Regions from separate parts of the Mus musculus genome. Here regions 2 and 3 are each linked to region 1. The links are chromatin contacts, called in public ChIA-PET maps. All regions are on one chromosome and are shown on one strand. Each heading gives the region's core, a stretch centred on a gene start, on an enhancer-like site or on the middle of the called end of the contact. The rest is flanking DNA. Distances are from core to core; before and after follow the strand shown.

Evidence for each region. ChIA-PET counts read pairs in DNA pulled down with a chosen protein or histone mark.
Region 2: an RNA polymerase II ChIA-PET map of memory CD8 T cells shows a contact between it and region 1, with 10 read pairs. The contact joins two enhancer-like sites. A contact is called at or near these places in 1 of 15 datasets of contacts at CTCF or cohesin (large pre-B cells), 2 of 484 Hi-C or Micro-C datasets (bone marrow-derived macrophages and embryonic fibroblasts), 5 of 115 datasets of contacts at active chromatin or transcription factors (embryonic basal ganglia, embryonic stem cells, hepatocytes and 1 more) and 3 of 9 other capture datasets (adipose tissue, liver and pancreatic islet).
Region 3: a contact with region 1 is called in an RNA polymerase II ChIA-PET map of memory CD8 T cells, with 11 read pairs. The contact joins two enhancer-like sites. A contact is called at or near these places in 2 of 115 datasets of contacts at active chromatin or transcription factors (embryonic stem cells and memory CD8 T cells) and 2 of 9 other capture datasets (adipose tissue and liver).

The regions. Positions count from the first base shown.
Region 1 is chr4:135,472,988-135,477,781 of GRCm38.p6, reverse strand. Nipal3 (NIPA-like domain containing 3) reads left to right here. Exons shown (of 12, transcript NM_028995.4): 5 at 290-349; 6 at 3,313-3,458. Among named protein-coding and RNA genes, the nearest start is that of Nipal3, 19 kb to the left of the region's middle. Within about 2 kb of position 2,156, at least 14 of the 459 cell types and tissues checked have an H3K27ac peak or open chromatin away from gene starts, as enhancers often do. A contact at or near this core is called in memory CD8 T cells, where this site is marked.
Region 2 is chr4:135,659,135-135,663,928 of GRCm38.p6, reverse strand. No RefSeq gene overlaps it. Among named protein-coding and RNA genes, the nearest start is that of Gm30941, 7.5 kb to the right of the region's middle. Within about 2 kb of position 2,323, at least 69 of the 459 cell types and tissues checked have an H3K27ac peak or open chromatin away from gene starts, as enhancers often do. A contact at or near this core is called in memory CD8 T cells, where this site is marked.
Region 3 is chr4:135,615,573-135,620,366 of GRCm38.p6, reverse strand. No RefSeq gene overlaps it. Among named protein-coding and RNA genes, the nearest start is that of 1700029M20Rik, 8.7 kb to the left of the region's middle. Within about 2 kb of position 2,061, at least 53 of the 459 cell types and tissues checked have an H3K27ac peak or open chromatin away from gene starts, as enhancers often do. A contact at or near this core is called in memory CD8 T cells, where this site is marked.

The DNA.
Region 1 (4,794 bases), core at 907-3,406:
CCACCTCTCAGGGTGAGCATGTCCAAAGTCACACATGTAAGTTACCTCTCGCGACAGTGGGCCCTCTCGGCCCAGGGCCCTGGCTTATGAGAGATGCCACAGAAGGCTCTAGAAGGTCCCCACTCCCAGATGGAGAGTCTGAGGCTGAAGGAGAGCAAGCTCTAAAGGTCTCTGGGGAGCATGCGGAACATGTGTAAGAGGCTGTGTGGAAATGAGCCACGGGGAGAGTGTAGGTAAGAGGCGCCCTCTGCCTGGCAACAGCCTCACGCCTCTGTTTGGCTTTTTCCAGCAAGCGCCATCATCGGAATCATATTCATCAAGGAAAAATGGAAACCTAAGGACTTTGTGAGTAAGTCTCTGATGGAGCCCCTCCCCTCCCCCTTCCACCTCCTCCATCCCCACCCCCGCCATGGAAAGATGCTCTGATACCTGCTCCCCTCTGGGTTCCATACTCCTGGGATGTTAACATTAAATAACCCAAGCCCAGCTACCCATCAGAATTGTCTGTGGCCCAGTAGAAAATTACCCTTCCTTCATTCCTGCAGTCTATACAGCTTGGGACTTTGTTGTTGGAGACTTAGAAAAACCCAGGGGCTGGAGAGATCGAGTTTTAAATCCACAAGAGTCAAACCTAGAAGCCAGAAACCTTTAGTTCATTACAGATAAGGCTGAGTTTGAGCTCGCAGCCCAGGAAACCTGATCATAGTCCCTCAAAATATCCCTCCGCTCAGTTAGACCTGGGCCTGGTCCCCAAGCCCCAAGGTATCATCTGGGTTTACAGAGTCAAGGTATTGACCCAGAAGTATTGTCTCAAACCATTTAGAAGGACAGAAGGGAGGAAAAAGATGGAAGTCCCATGTTTAATTTGTTTATAGATAATCCTGACCAACTGAGAAACATGGACTCCGTAGATCAAGGGGCTTTAGTGTCAATCGAGGTCCCTCCACTGGACACCAGTCACACTGTGTCATGGGGGTGTCAGTAGGGCCTGGAGCACTGCTCTCAGGAGACCGTAGTCTAACGTGAGTGCAGTGTGTGCTAGCCCACAGCTGGCCAAGTCTGAGCTGGACCTTCCCCATTGGAGTATGATAGGCCACCAGGGAAGAAACATAGGTCTCTTAGCCTCCACTCTGTCCTGGGTCCCATTGATGGTCCCCAGGAGGCCTCAGGGCAGACTAACAATAGCCCTAAAGGTGATCCTTAAGAGCAGGTTAAATAGAGGTTGGAAAGGGACAAAGTCCCTCTTAAAAGTTACCCTTTGTTTGCTTTAGGAGTTTTATTTCCTTCTTAGCTTGCCCACAGAGGGATTCTAGGTTGGAACTTCCCTCTCAAATGCACATAAGAACCACCGTGCAGGGGCTTGGGCTCAGTGGGAGAGCTTGCCCAGTGCTCAAGGTTCTGGTTCCACTCCCAGTACTGGAAAACCTAAAGGTGAACTTAGTCCCCACCCGCCCCCAGAATGGCTACAAGACATTAAGAGTATACCATAAGAGTAACCAAGAACACAAACAGAACCCTTACACTGGGGTTCTCAACCTGTGGGGTCAAATGACCTTTTCACAGAGGTCACATATCAGTTAGCCTGCATGTCAGTTGTTTACAGCACAATTCATAACAATAGCAATATTACAATATGAAGTAGCAATGAAATAACTTTATGGTTGGGGCATAGTCTATACAACCCAAGGCTGCAGACAGGGCCCAGCAGAACAGTCGCTGTCACATGGCCCACTGCTAGGCAGGCAAGAGTGAATGAACCCAGTTGGCACAGGACACAGATGGGCCTCACAAACACCTGCTGAGTGACCCAAAGAGACCCCACAGGTCCATGTCTACCGAAAGCCAAAACAGCCAGGCAGTGATGGCGCATGCCTTTAATCCCAGCACTTGGGAGGCACAGGCAGGCAGATTTCTGAGTTTGAGGCCAGCCTGGTCTACAGAGTGAGTTCCAGGAAAACCAGGGCTATACAGAGAAACCCTGTCTCGAAAAAAAAAAAAAAAAAAAACCAAAACACCAAAAACAACAACAACAAAAAGCCAAAGCAGTTGACACCCTCAGTGTCACTCAAACCTCAGTGAGCAGTGTCACTGCTCAGGGGCCATGCTACCCTGTGGCAGGCTGTGGGAACTGGGACACTCCTGATGTCTCCTTTCCTGACTTGGGTGCTGGGGATATGGGTGTGGTACCCCTGCTCACTTCAAGACTCCCTCTAGCACTTCCTGTGTGAATGAGCACATGCGACCTTCATCAGAGTTTTGTTAAGGTTTGGTTTGGTTTTTGGTTTGGGTTTAGTTGGTTGGTTAGTTAGTTTTCCATGACAGTTTTTTTTTATTTTTTCCTGTATAGCCCTGGCTGTCCTGGAACTCACTCTGTAGACCAGGCTGGTCTCGAACTCAGAGATCCTCCTTCCTCTGCCTCCCAAGTGCTGGAATTAAAGGTGTGTGCCACACAGCTGGTTTAGTTAAGGTTTTTAGAATGGCATTTAAGGGAATGAATGTGCACAAAGTTCATGATGCGCATGTGTGAAGAGGCTCTGATGTACCTCCCCCAATAGCATTATAAAAACGCTCCAGGCATGATATCACATATCTGTGACTTCACAAAGGCAGCATACAAATACACACACATTCACATAAATAAAAATAAATCTTAAAATAACGGGCTGGAGGGATGGCTCAGTGGTTAAGAGCACTGGCTGCTCTTGCAGAGGACCTGGGGTTGGTTTTAAGCACCCATGTGACAGCTCACAACCATCTGTAACTCTGTATAGGCAAAACACACACACAAAATAAAGTTTTAAAAGTTTTTGTAAAATGATTCAAATCAAGTAAGAGAACAATCTGTAAAACACACATACATTAAGGGGACCTGGACAAAATGCTCAGTGGTTAAGAGCACTTGGTGTTCTTGCAGAGGACCTGGATTCAATCCCTGGCACCCACATGGTGGATCACAACTGTCTATAACTCCAGTTCCAGGGGATCTAATTCCCTCTCATCTCTGAAGGCACCAGGACTCATTAGTGCTGCTTACAGCCCTGCTGTCTTATAGAACCACAAGCCCCACCCACAGTGGGCTAGGCCCTCCCCATCAATCTGCAATTAAGAAAATGCCTACAAGTCTGCCAACAGACAGATCCTACTGAGGCATTTCTCAATTGAGGTTCCCCCACTTCAGATGACTCTAGCTTGTGTCAAGTTGACCTAAAAGTAGCCAGCACACAGGCAAAAACTGCCCTGACTTGCTAAGACCTCTCCGATGCACCTGAGCCATGCCCGAGGCTCTGACCAATTCTCCCTGCTTCCGCACAGGACGCTATGTCTTGTCCTTTGTTGGCTGCGGCTTGGCCATCGTGGGCACCTACCTGCTAGTGACATTTGCACCCAACAGTCATGAGAAGATGACAGGCGAGAACATCGCCAGGCACCTTGTGAGCTGGCCGTTTCTCCTGTACATGGTAAGTGACGGTGACATCCTTTTGCTTGGACAGGAGTCAGGTCCCAGCGGTTGGTCCCCGGGAGGGGACCAGCGGTTGGGATCACCGAGGCACGGTGTGACCACTGAGCTTACAAGGACATGCTTGGTTCCCATGGCATGCTGGTGCCACGTCTGCCAGCCTTGGGTATTCAGAAGGCTGTGAAGGTGTATGTACAACCTGTATCTGTGAAGGGCAGGGAGCAGAACAGAAATTCTGGGTAGTTGTCTCTGGGAGATGAAATTATGATTATGATGTATGTTTTAGTTCTGCTTTGTCTTTCTAGATCCAAAGTTTTGCCAACGTGCACTAATTTTATCTTTTTTTTTTTTTTTTGGTGGTACTAGACATGAATCCTAGGGATTCACATACGCTAGGCAGGTTTTCCTGGTGAGCTATACCCCTGGCCCACTTTGTTACTTCTTACATTTTAAACCAGGAGCTTACTAAGTTGCCCAGGCTACCCTTAAACTCGCTGTGTATCCCAGGCTGGCCCTTAGGTCTTGTTCCACCTGCCTCACTGGTGAGGCACAAAGAGTTATTTTAGGCAACAGGTAAGAACTGAGGAGTTACACACACACACACACACACACACACACACACACACACACACACGCAGCCTTGGGAATGTTACTGTGTCAGTCTGCGTCGTCTGTGTATACCTGATTGGGTATTTACCAGTAATCATGTGGAATCCTGCATGACTCCTCCCTAACACGAGGCTAGCTTGCAGACTGACAAAGACCCTCGACAGCTAGGTAAGACACAGCCACTGGAACTGAGAGAGGACCCTGCAGACATGGAAGACCTGGAGTTAATGGCCTCCAGTTAAAATCTCTCACCTTGGAATACTTGTTTGCCGGTGTTCTCCCGTCAGTTTTAGGAATAAGTAGACTTTAGTATGGGTTTGGGGCTGGCAAGGGAGCTGAGCCATTGTTACAGTTTGCTGCCTTATCATTGCTGGGTGCTGGGTTTGACTCCAGACCTTAGAGGAGATACAGCCAGGCATCTAGGCCCTGAAGGGGGTTAGAAAGGGCAGGAGGCTGACGATAGGCAGGTAGGCCTTCTCAAACGCAAGCTTTGAATCAGCTACTAGGAAGTTTCTGTTGCTGAAGCAGCTTGGCCATGTGAGGCTTTAGGCTTCCAGCCCCATACAGCATGGTCACTAGGAAAGAATACGGACCCTTAGACAAGTTGCCCAGGTTCAAGTCATTGGCCAGGTGGGACGTAATGCTCCCCACCTCATAATACTATGTTGGTGTAAGGAGTTTGCATAGTAGCCATGCCAAGCCTGGTGTCTCGCCTGTGGGGAGAGTTC
Region 2 (4,794 bases), core at 1,074-3,573, 190 kb before region 1:
CTCTGTCTCCCAAGTGCTGGGTTTATGGTCTCAGATCACCACAGCTGGTTCCTATGGTGCTGGGGATGGAACCCAGACGTGGTGCATGCTAGACAAACATCTTACCAGCTGAACCCTACCCCATCTCAAAGGAAACGAAACAGTACGTCCAAGCCAAAAAATAAAAAATAGAAATAAACAGCAACAGAAGTCCAAGAAACCGCCCACATTTTTACAAGGTGCTTTCCAATACTTCTTTCTCCAGGTGATTTTTAAAAAAAAATCTGGAAGCTGGAGAAATGATTCTGTTAATTCAGTGGTGAAGAGCACTCACTGGCAGCTTTGGCAGAGGACCTGAGCTCAGTTCCCAGCACCCACATGACAGCTCAAAACTGCCTGTAAGTCTATTTCCAGCGTTTCCGATGCCATCTTCTGGCCTGTGTGGGCACCAGGCAGACACACACAGTACATACACATACATCCAGGCATTCACACATGCACATATACATACACATATACAAACATACATATACACATACACAAACATAAACATACACATATACAAACACACTCAAACACAGACACATACACAAACATACATATACATATACACAAATGTATAGGCACATACATAAACACAAACACATAAAATAAATAAATCTTTAAAATAAAATAAAACAATTCCAGCCAGGACAGGAGATGGCTCAGATGTAAAGTCCTTGCCCAGCAACTGTAAGGACATGAGATTAGATTCCCAGGATTCAGGTAAAATGCCAATATGGTGTGTGTGTGTGTGTGTGTGTGTGTGTGTGTGTGTGTGTGTGTACACGCAGTGAAATGCCTCAGCACCTAACAGCATTTGCCAAGCAAACCTGACAGCCTGCATTTGAGCCTCAGAAACCGTGTAAAGATAGGAGAGAATTGACTCCTGACAGTGTCCTGTGACTTCCCACACCTGCATGTGCGCATGCGTACACACACACACACACACACACACACACACACACCAGCAGATGGGTCCACAGAAGGTTGAGGACTAGCTAGCCTGGCCTCTGAAGTTCCAGGTCAATGAGAGACACAGTCTCAAAAGGTAGAAGGCCCCTGAGGACAACGGCCAAGGTTGTCGTCTGACCCCTACACTCTCTGTGCGAACTCTCCACCAATAGACACAGAGAAACGATTATTCTGGCTGTAGCGGTCACTTTACTTTTAGGACTCTGACAGGCTAGGGGTGGGGCTCAGTAACAGGGGGGGTGCCTCATATGCATAAGGCCCTGGGTTCCACTCCTAGCACTGGGTGTGGGGAGGTGGGATGGGAAAGGCTCATAATGGTTTGACAAACAAACCAACAAACAAAATAGTGTCTGTGTCCTAGAAGTTTGAAAAACAAGCAAAAATTTAGTGTCTGTGTTCCACTTTGCCCCAGTGACCCCCCCCCCATCTTTTTGTCTGTGCTGGAGACTGAACCCAGGCATCCACAATACACGTTTGACCACAGATCTTTGGCCCAGCCTTGAGTCAGAACCTTTGTAATGGGCCCAAGGTCTGTTTTATTTGCTCTTAGACGTTCTCCAGCTCTGGAGCTGGGGACCCCTTTGATGGGTGTGGGGGGTGGGGGATGGGAGGTGGGAGGTGAGAGTGTGGGTGGGGTAGAGGATGGGTTAGCCGAACACACGGAGACTAGGGTGTGATGCAGGCTGAGGGTCCCCACATAGGGACTTCGCAAAGCAGCTGCTGCCACTTGTGGGTCTGTGGCAACCGTGCACCTGCTTCTCGTCAGGTGTCTCATCCCTCCAGCCAAGGCTGAGTCAGCTTGTCCTTGAAGAACCAGGTGGAAGAAGAAAGGAAGAAACCTTGAAGAGAGGAAGAAACCTTCTGTCAGTGGAGACCACTGAGGTATACAGGGGTGCAGGGACTTGGCCAAGGCCCCAGCCTTTAAGAAGACAAATCTAGTCTGGGTCTCTGCTGTAATTCTAGCACCGAGCTGAGACACGGACAGAGAAAAGCACTCTGTGTAAAGATCCCCCTGACGGTCCTCGTGGCCTTCTCTCTCTCCCTCTGTCATTGCTTCACGAGGGGGATATTGGGATATTGGTCTGGTTTCTAGAGGTTGAGTCCTGGGCGGGGCAGGCTCCAGGGTTGCTGAAAGCTGTCTGGCGTCCCCACCTGGGAGAGGGTCCCTGGTGAACACACTGCTTAGTTTCGGTCCCAGGTCCCTGCATGCTCTGTAGCCCTGCCCTGTCAGCTGAGAGGGTGGAAAGGAGGCACCCAGCCGCTCCCAGCTCTGGGCTGGGCCATGGAGCTGGCCAGCACCTGCTCAGAGCCTCTCCCACCTCTGTGGTAGCACCCACTTCCTTCCCCCCTCACTCCTCTGATTGGCCAAGGGGATCTCTAGAGGAACCTGAGAAAGCCTGAGTCAGGTTCCTGCCCTGGGGGTTCCCTCCCTGTCTCTGTGTTCTGGGTTGGCTGCCTTTTCCTTAGGGGAAGTGACTATAGGCACACAGTCCTTAGTAGCCCAACTGTGCTGACTGTAGCTTGTCTCTCCCACTGCAGTCCCTACCCTGGAGGAAGAGAGAAGAGCTTTGTAGCCCTGACGATGGCGCTGGTCCCTAAGCAGGAAAGAGCCTGACCCCTCCCCAGCTGGAACCCAGAGCTGACTCAGGAGAGGTTTGTAGACCTGGAAGCCAGGGCAGAGAGCCAACAGCTGGCTTTGACAGTGTGCAAAGAGCCAAGTGTCCTGAGGGTGTGGCATGCTCACCCCTGCCCTCCTCCCTGCCACAGGATGCTCCTCCTCCTCCTCAGTCAGCTCCACACTCCTTCCAGGAAGCCCTCTCAGATTGACCCTACCACCCTGCTCGCCCTATCCTCTGTGAAGCAAGAGGAAGAGAGGACCCTGAGAAAATGAGCATAAGAGTGAACGACTTCTAGATACTAATGCGGGGCAGAAGGGCTCTCAAGTCCTTGCTCATAGCATTGGGCTCCTCTTTGTGGGTAATTCCCTCCCCATGCATGAGTCAGACATACATACATGCACACACACGTACACACATGTGTGTAAACATACACAGACCCACACATATATACACATACATACATGTGCGTACACACACATAATGCACACACTCATGTGCACACACACACATATATATACACACATACACATGTGCATGCACACATACACACACATATAAGCACATGTGCGTACACATGTACACACCCACATATATATGCACATACATACATACATGTGCAGGCACACATACACATACAAACATGCACACACAAACTCATGTACACACAGACACACACACACACATACATGTGTGCGTGCTCACACAAGGACACACACAGAGACACCTCTATCATTATATTTTAGATTTGAACAGATATTTCCAAAGTATGTTTTGGAAGTAACTCTGCATTCACAGTTACCCAGCTGCAAAGCAACCCACTAGGGCCATGAGACGCCTGTGGTCATAGATTTGGCAGCCTAGGATCTTGGGCTCAATCAAGTCCCTATGCTGCAGGCCTTCTCAGAACCTTTAGTGGTAAATAGACTTCCCAATTTCCCAGCACCTGCAGTTTTCCAAATGTACATGGCCTTAGAATTGTGTATCTTGGCTGGGCGTTGGTGGCACATGCCTTTAATCCCAGCACTTGGGAGGCAGAGGCAGGCGGATTTCTGAGTTCAAGGCCAGCCTGGTCTACAAAGTGAGTTCCAGGACAGCCAGGGCTACACAGAGAAACCCTGTCACCAAAAAAAAAAAAAGAATTATTTATCTTATTTTTTTTTTTGAGATGATCTTGTTGTGTAGCCCAGGCTAGTCTCAACCTCAGTATCCTCCCCCACCCCACCCCACGTCCCCAGCGCTGGCATTATAGATGTTCACCACAGCAGCTGGTGCTCTCGCTTTGTTTTTGATAATAAGATGGCTCATGGTGGGCCTAGCGTGTACCTGAGCTAGCTTTGAAATGATGGGATACAGAATATTCTAGAAAGGGCAGAGCCAGCTCAGGGTTGACTTTATAACAACATAATAAGTCTGTGGAATGAGAGCTTGCTCCATGTCAGATCTCAGAGTCTCAGAACAACGGCTGAGATATGTTCTATTCCAGAAGGTGGGGAGAGCACCTAGCTCACTGAGTAAGTCTGCCGTAATCCACCGATCCGTGGGTCCCTCCGAGCCGTGGATCCTGCAGTTATGGGATTTGGGTGGGGTGGGTCCTCTGGCGTATTGTGTTCTCAAAGGACAGAATTCAGTCACTAGATGCAGAACACTTCGGCAGAGTTTGTTTAGCAAAGCAAGGCAAACGTTCCAAGATCGGAGTGGGCCGCTCCTGGTGGCCAGGATAGCACGATGACTCTGGCTTTTGGATTTCAAACCGTTTCTTGTAAGTATTTATGAGATTCATGGCGTGTTCATCGGTAAGTCATGGAGGCCTAGGTGCCATCCTTTAAGGTATTACTGCCCATCCCCCGTCCCCACCCCGGTCTTCTATAAAGGCCAGCAGAGGGTAAGGTGTCAGAACCACAATGCAAATGGTATTGTAATGAGCCCCATGTCGTTGATAATGCTCCTGGGGCCTTAGTTTCTGATAAATTGGAACAACCCTCATGGTTTAATCACAAAGGACAGCTCTGGCCATCAGCAGACACAGCTACCAATACCCAGATGCAGCTTTCCCAGGCCACCTCGTACGTACCCCAGCTTGCAAACTGCAACTGGCGTTTCTCAGAACAAGATCCTAGGCTATTTTCAGCCTCTGTTCGAGGGCAACACAGAACGGCACTCAAATTCTCATTGGCCGCCATGG
Region 3 (4,794 bases), core at 812-3,311, 140 kb before region 1:
TAAATGAATCTTTGGGTCAGAGAAAGCAGGGACTGAGCAAGCAGAGTTGACCTGAGCGAGCAGGGCCAACCAAAGAGACTGGGTTGACTGGAGTGAGCAGAGGTCCTAAAAATTCAATTCCCAACAACCATATGAAGGCTCACAACCATCTGTCCACCTACAGTGTATTCATATACATAAAAATAAATAAATATATATTTTTTAAAAAAGGACTCTAAAAGTAGAGGCTGTTGTTGTTTCTTCACTATGAAGTTTTTCCTCCCCTTTAGAAGACTTAACCCTTCTGAGATGCTGAAGAGGTCAGCTCAGGGCATTTGGAAAATCCACCAGACCCCAGAGCATAAAGACCCCTCCCTTCCTAGAAGGGAGAGGAGGTTGTTGGAGCACCTAGGCACCCCTCCCTTCCTGAACTGCATTTCTCAGGAAAACCATAGGGTGGACCAACCACTGGCCACCTACAGACAAGGGAAGTCCTTGCTGCCTCATCCCCTAAGGACCAATCAGTTTAAAAGTCACACTGTTCTGCCAATCACATTGTGCCTAGTGGCTGTTGCTCTATTCTACCCCTGAAAACTGTATAAAAACTGGCTGAATGGGCTGCTTGAGGTCGCCTCCTCTCCTTTGGGTGCAGGGTGCTCCCAGCGCACTGAAACAATAAATTCCTCTTGCTTTTGCATCTATCCCCAGCTACAAGTTATTCACTGGGGGGACAGGAGGGTGGGGGTGGCGGTGGGGAGTCCCAGTAGCTAAGGCTCGTCAGTCTTACACTGCCATATCGATTTCCTGCCACCGTGGTAAGAATTACCCCCATTTAGTGGCCCAAGACAATGCTAAGGACTGAGGTTAGGGTTTATGGAGCATGCGGAGACCCTCCCTGAGTTCTGTCCTCAGCACAGCAGACACAAATCGAGACCAATTAATTCTCTTACATTTCAGGGGTCAGAAGTCCAAAGTAGGTTTCGCAAAGCCAACTCCAGCAGCTACTATCCTTCCAAAGATGCAGGAGAGAATCTTTCCCTCCCCTTCTCCAGCTTCCAGAGGTGGTCATCATCCCTTGGACCACAGGCGTCACCAAGGTGTGTCTCTCTACCCTCATCCTCATAGAGTCCCTCCTGACCTCCTCACCTTTGACCTTGCCTCCTTTCCCATGATCCTCTCGGCCTCCTGACCTCTCACCTCAAGGTCTCTAACCTAATTACATCCACAAAGCCCCGTTCACCTGATAAGGTTAATACACTGGCCCACGGCTGAGCATCAGGACTGGGTGACCTGGAGAGCGATCCAGCCTCTCCCAGCATACCTGGCATATCTGTTCCTGCAGCTATAATAGGGTGTATCAGGCTGGGTAATTACCGAAGAAAATAAATCTATTCCTTCCAGACTGAGGCTGAGGGGTAGAAGCTGAATCTGGGGAAGGTCTTCTCTTTGTTGTTTGTTTGTTTGTTCTTCAGTTTCTCAAGATAGGGTCTCTCTGTGCAGCCTTGGCTGTCCTCAAACACACAGAGCTCTTCTTGCCCCATCCTGGGTGCTGAGATTAAAGGTGAGCACCACCACCTCCTAGCTTAGGGAGGTCACACAGTGGACAGCATCGGCCACATGGCCAGAAAGTAGGAGAGAAAAACCTACTCGCTCCGGCCGACAACTAACCTAGTTAATCTGTGGCCCAGTCAGCTCCCAACACTTTCGCACTAGGGACCAACTTTCCAATGTATGGACTGTGGGAAGACACACTGAAGTCGTGGCGACCCCCCATGCCATTTGATTTGGAGCCCACAGTCACGTGCGTGGAGAGGGAGAGGGGGGAAATAGATCTTGCTGAGCTATATAGCACAGCAGCTCCGCTGCTAGCTAAGTGTTCCCATTTACCTGGAGAGGCTTATTCTCCTGCTAGGATAGCCAGGCTTGGAGGAGCCCAGGGTCTGCTCACATCACATAGGAACAAGGGACAGAGCAGGTTTGCCGCTGCAGTAGCACGGCAGGCCGCGGACTCTGGGGCGCATGCTCCTTCTGACACCTGGCGAGGCGCCTCTCTGTTCTTTTAAATTCATTCCACCAGGTCTTGAGCAAGCACTGTGTGATAGCTAACACGGCTTTCTGCCTCGCATGTAAATCAGTTCCCTAACTGTATGCAAATCACTCTAAGTTTTTTTTGTTTTTTTTTTTTAACTGTAGTTTCTTCCTGTGTGAAATGAGAAGGAAGTCACAGAAAAAAAAGAAAAAGAAAAAACCAAAGGCCTGAGCAAGCACCTCAGAAGCAGGAAACCCAAACAGCCAGGGAAGGACAGACAGAATGGGTCACCTTCTTAGTAACCAGGGAAATGCAAATTGAGCAGTGGGAGCCGCACGGCTTCCTGTCTCCAGCAGGGTCAGCCTTTGGGATGGTGGGGTGTCTCTCCGTTGGCTTTCTATATCCGACCCCGCCCCTTCCTCCTCTCCCACCCTTCTCCCCCTACCCCTGACCCTTGGAACCGTAAGAGCTCCCCATTCACCCCTCCTGCCTCCCCTCCCCCGCTTGGGAACCCCAAGAGCTCCTTGCAATTTGGAAGAAAACACCTGAGAGTTGCTGGCATGTCAACACCTTTGAAACGTTTGGAGCAGCTCAGGGAACGAAGAATCCTCAGTAGCCAGTCTAGCTTGTTCCCAAAGCAACAGTGAGTGCAAGACAAGCACCCTGTCTTCAACAGAACCTTGCCTTCTCCTGTTTATATGTTTCTTTATTACTTTTTATAATTTTTTTAAAAAAACTTTTAAAATTGATTCTTTGTGAGTTTCACATCGCGCAGCCCAATCTCGCTCATCTCCCTGCCCCCTCATATCCACCCTTGGCTCTTTCAACCTCTCACCCAAAATAAAGGACACACAAACAAACAAAAGACAAAACAAAGCAAAACAAAAACCAAAGCATAAAAAAACATCTCATCGTGGAAGCTGTAGTGTGTCATGGTGTGTCCTGCAGTCTATCCCTCTGTCCACGCATCTTCACTTGCAAATGGTCATTGCAGTGAGTCACTGCTCTGGTTCCAAGGCTCTGGCTTCTGGGACACCATCAGTATTGGATCCTCACCGGTCCTCCTTCCGGTTATCCTGTTGTCATGGAGACCCTGTGTCATGGAGACCCTGCAGTTTGGATCACAGAGAGTGGTGCTTTCAGAGCCCTGGATCTGGGACTGGCTGGTAGCTGAGCTGGTCAGCCCACTGGCTCTTCCTTTATCAGCACCACCAGGGTGAGCTCTCCAGCACTGCTTGGGCTAGGCCACCCAATGCTGCCATTGGCAGGAGGCAGGATCTGTTCTGCTCTCACGTCCTTGGGGCTTTTCACCTGCACCCACACCTCCAGAGCCAGCTCAACTGTGCTGCCCAAGTGAAGAACAGGGGCCACTCTCCAAAGCCAGGGAGTAGGCAGGACTAGCTTTCCGCTCTTTCATGCCCTGAAGCCTAGTTCTTCTAACCACCACAGGTATCATGAGGGCACCCATGGGGATGGGAGAGCATCACCCCAAACCCACACCACCTCGTGGCAGACCAGTGGCATGGGGCCAGCTATCCTGTCCTCTCACCCTCAGGAAGACCTCACCCACTCCCCACCCCCAGGGTCAGCTCTACTGAGCTGTCTGGGCCAGGAGCAGGGCCTACTCTTCCAAGTGCTGCAGCTGGTGAGGGGCAGGGCAAGCTCTCGTGTGCTCAAGACCACAATGGAAAAGAGGCAGGGTAAGCACTCCTACACTCAAGCCCTTGGGGCCGGATCACCAACACCCCCTCACCATTGCCAGCTCCACTGAGGCCAGGGCACAGGGCTCAGAACCTGCTCTCCCAAATGCTGCCAGCCAGTGAGAGGAGGCGCCAGTTCTGCACAGCTCCTGCACATCCACCTGGTCCCTGGAGGTTGCCCCTACCAGAGAGGCTGCCATGTTCTCTAATGGTAATAGGAACCATGGGCCCCCTGCTGCTGCAGAGTCATGGACCCAGACACAGCCCTCAGTGGCAGCTCAGGCTAGGACCTCACCATGGCCCCAGGTGTCCGGGCTGGCCTCTCACAACAGGCTGCTCCTTTCCACCCTCCAGTCTCCATTTCCATCTCTCTTCATTATGCCCAAGCTGCTCTACCTTTCTTTCTCTCCCATGTGTCCACCACATGCTTGCACATGGTAGTGGTTCCTGCTGCCTGCTGTCCATGTGCAGGCCCCTAGGTGACATCCCCTGGACTGCAACGTGGTGGCAAGTGGTTGTCTATGGCCCACCTGTGCCTCCCAGGAAGACAGGTCTGTGAGTGGCCTGGATGAGGGCCTTGCCTCTATAAATATTATAAGCAAGTAAAAAATAAACAAGACCTTCCCTGGCAATGGGCAAAGGTGTTTATCTGGTTGTTGGTGTCATTGCTCTTATATCCGTTGGAGGCAGAGCAGTTGGCAGTCCTTTGTCCACCCTAGCTTGATGCCTGGTTTGGTGGCCAAAACTGTTTAATGCCTAGGACACATAAAAATCAAATCAAGGGTGGGTATGGGGGACCTTTGGGATAGCATTGAAAATGTAAATGAGGAAAATACCTAATTAAAAAAAAATCAAATCAAGTCAAACCAAATCCAATCCAAGCAGCACAGTGTGGGAGGTGGGTGGAAGCTTGATTCATAGAGGGAACCTGGTATGCGGTGTTTGTGGCACTTTGAATATGCTTGCTCCAGGGAGTGGCATTATTAGGAGCTGTGGCCTTGTTGGAATAGGTGTGGCCTTGTTGGAGGAGGTGTGGCCTTGTTGGAGGAGGTGTGGCCTTGTTGGAGGAGGTGTGGCCTTGTTGGA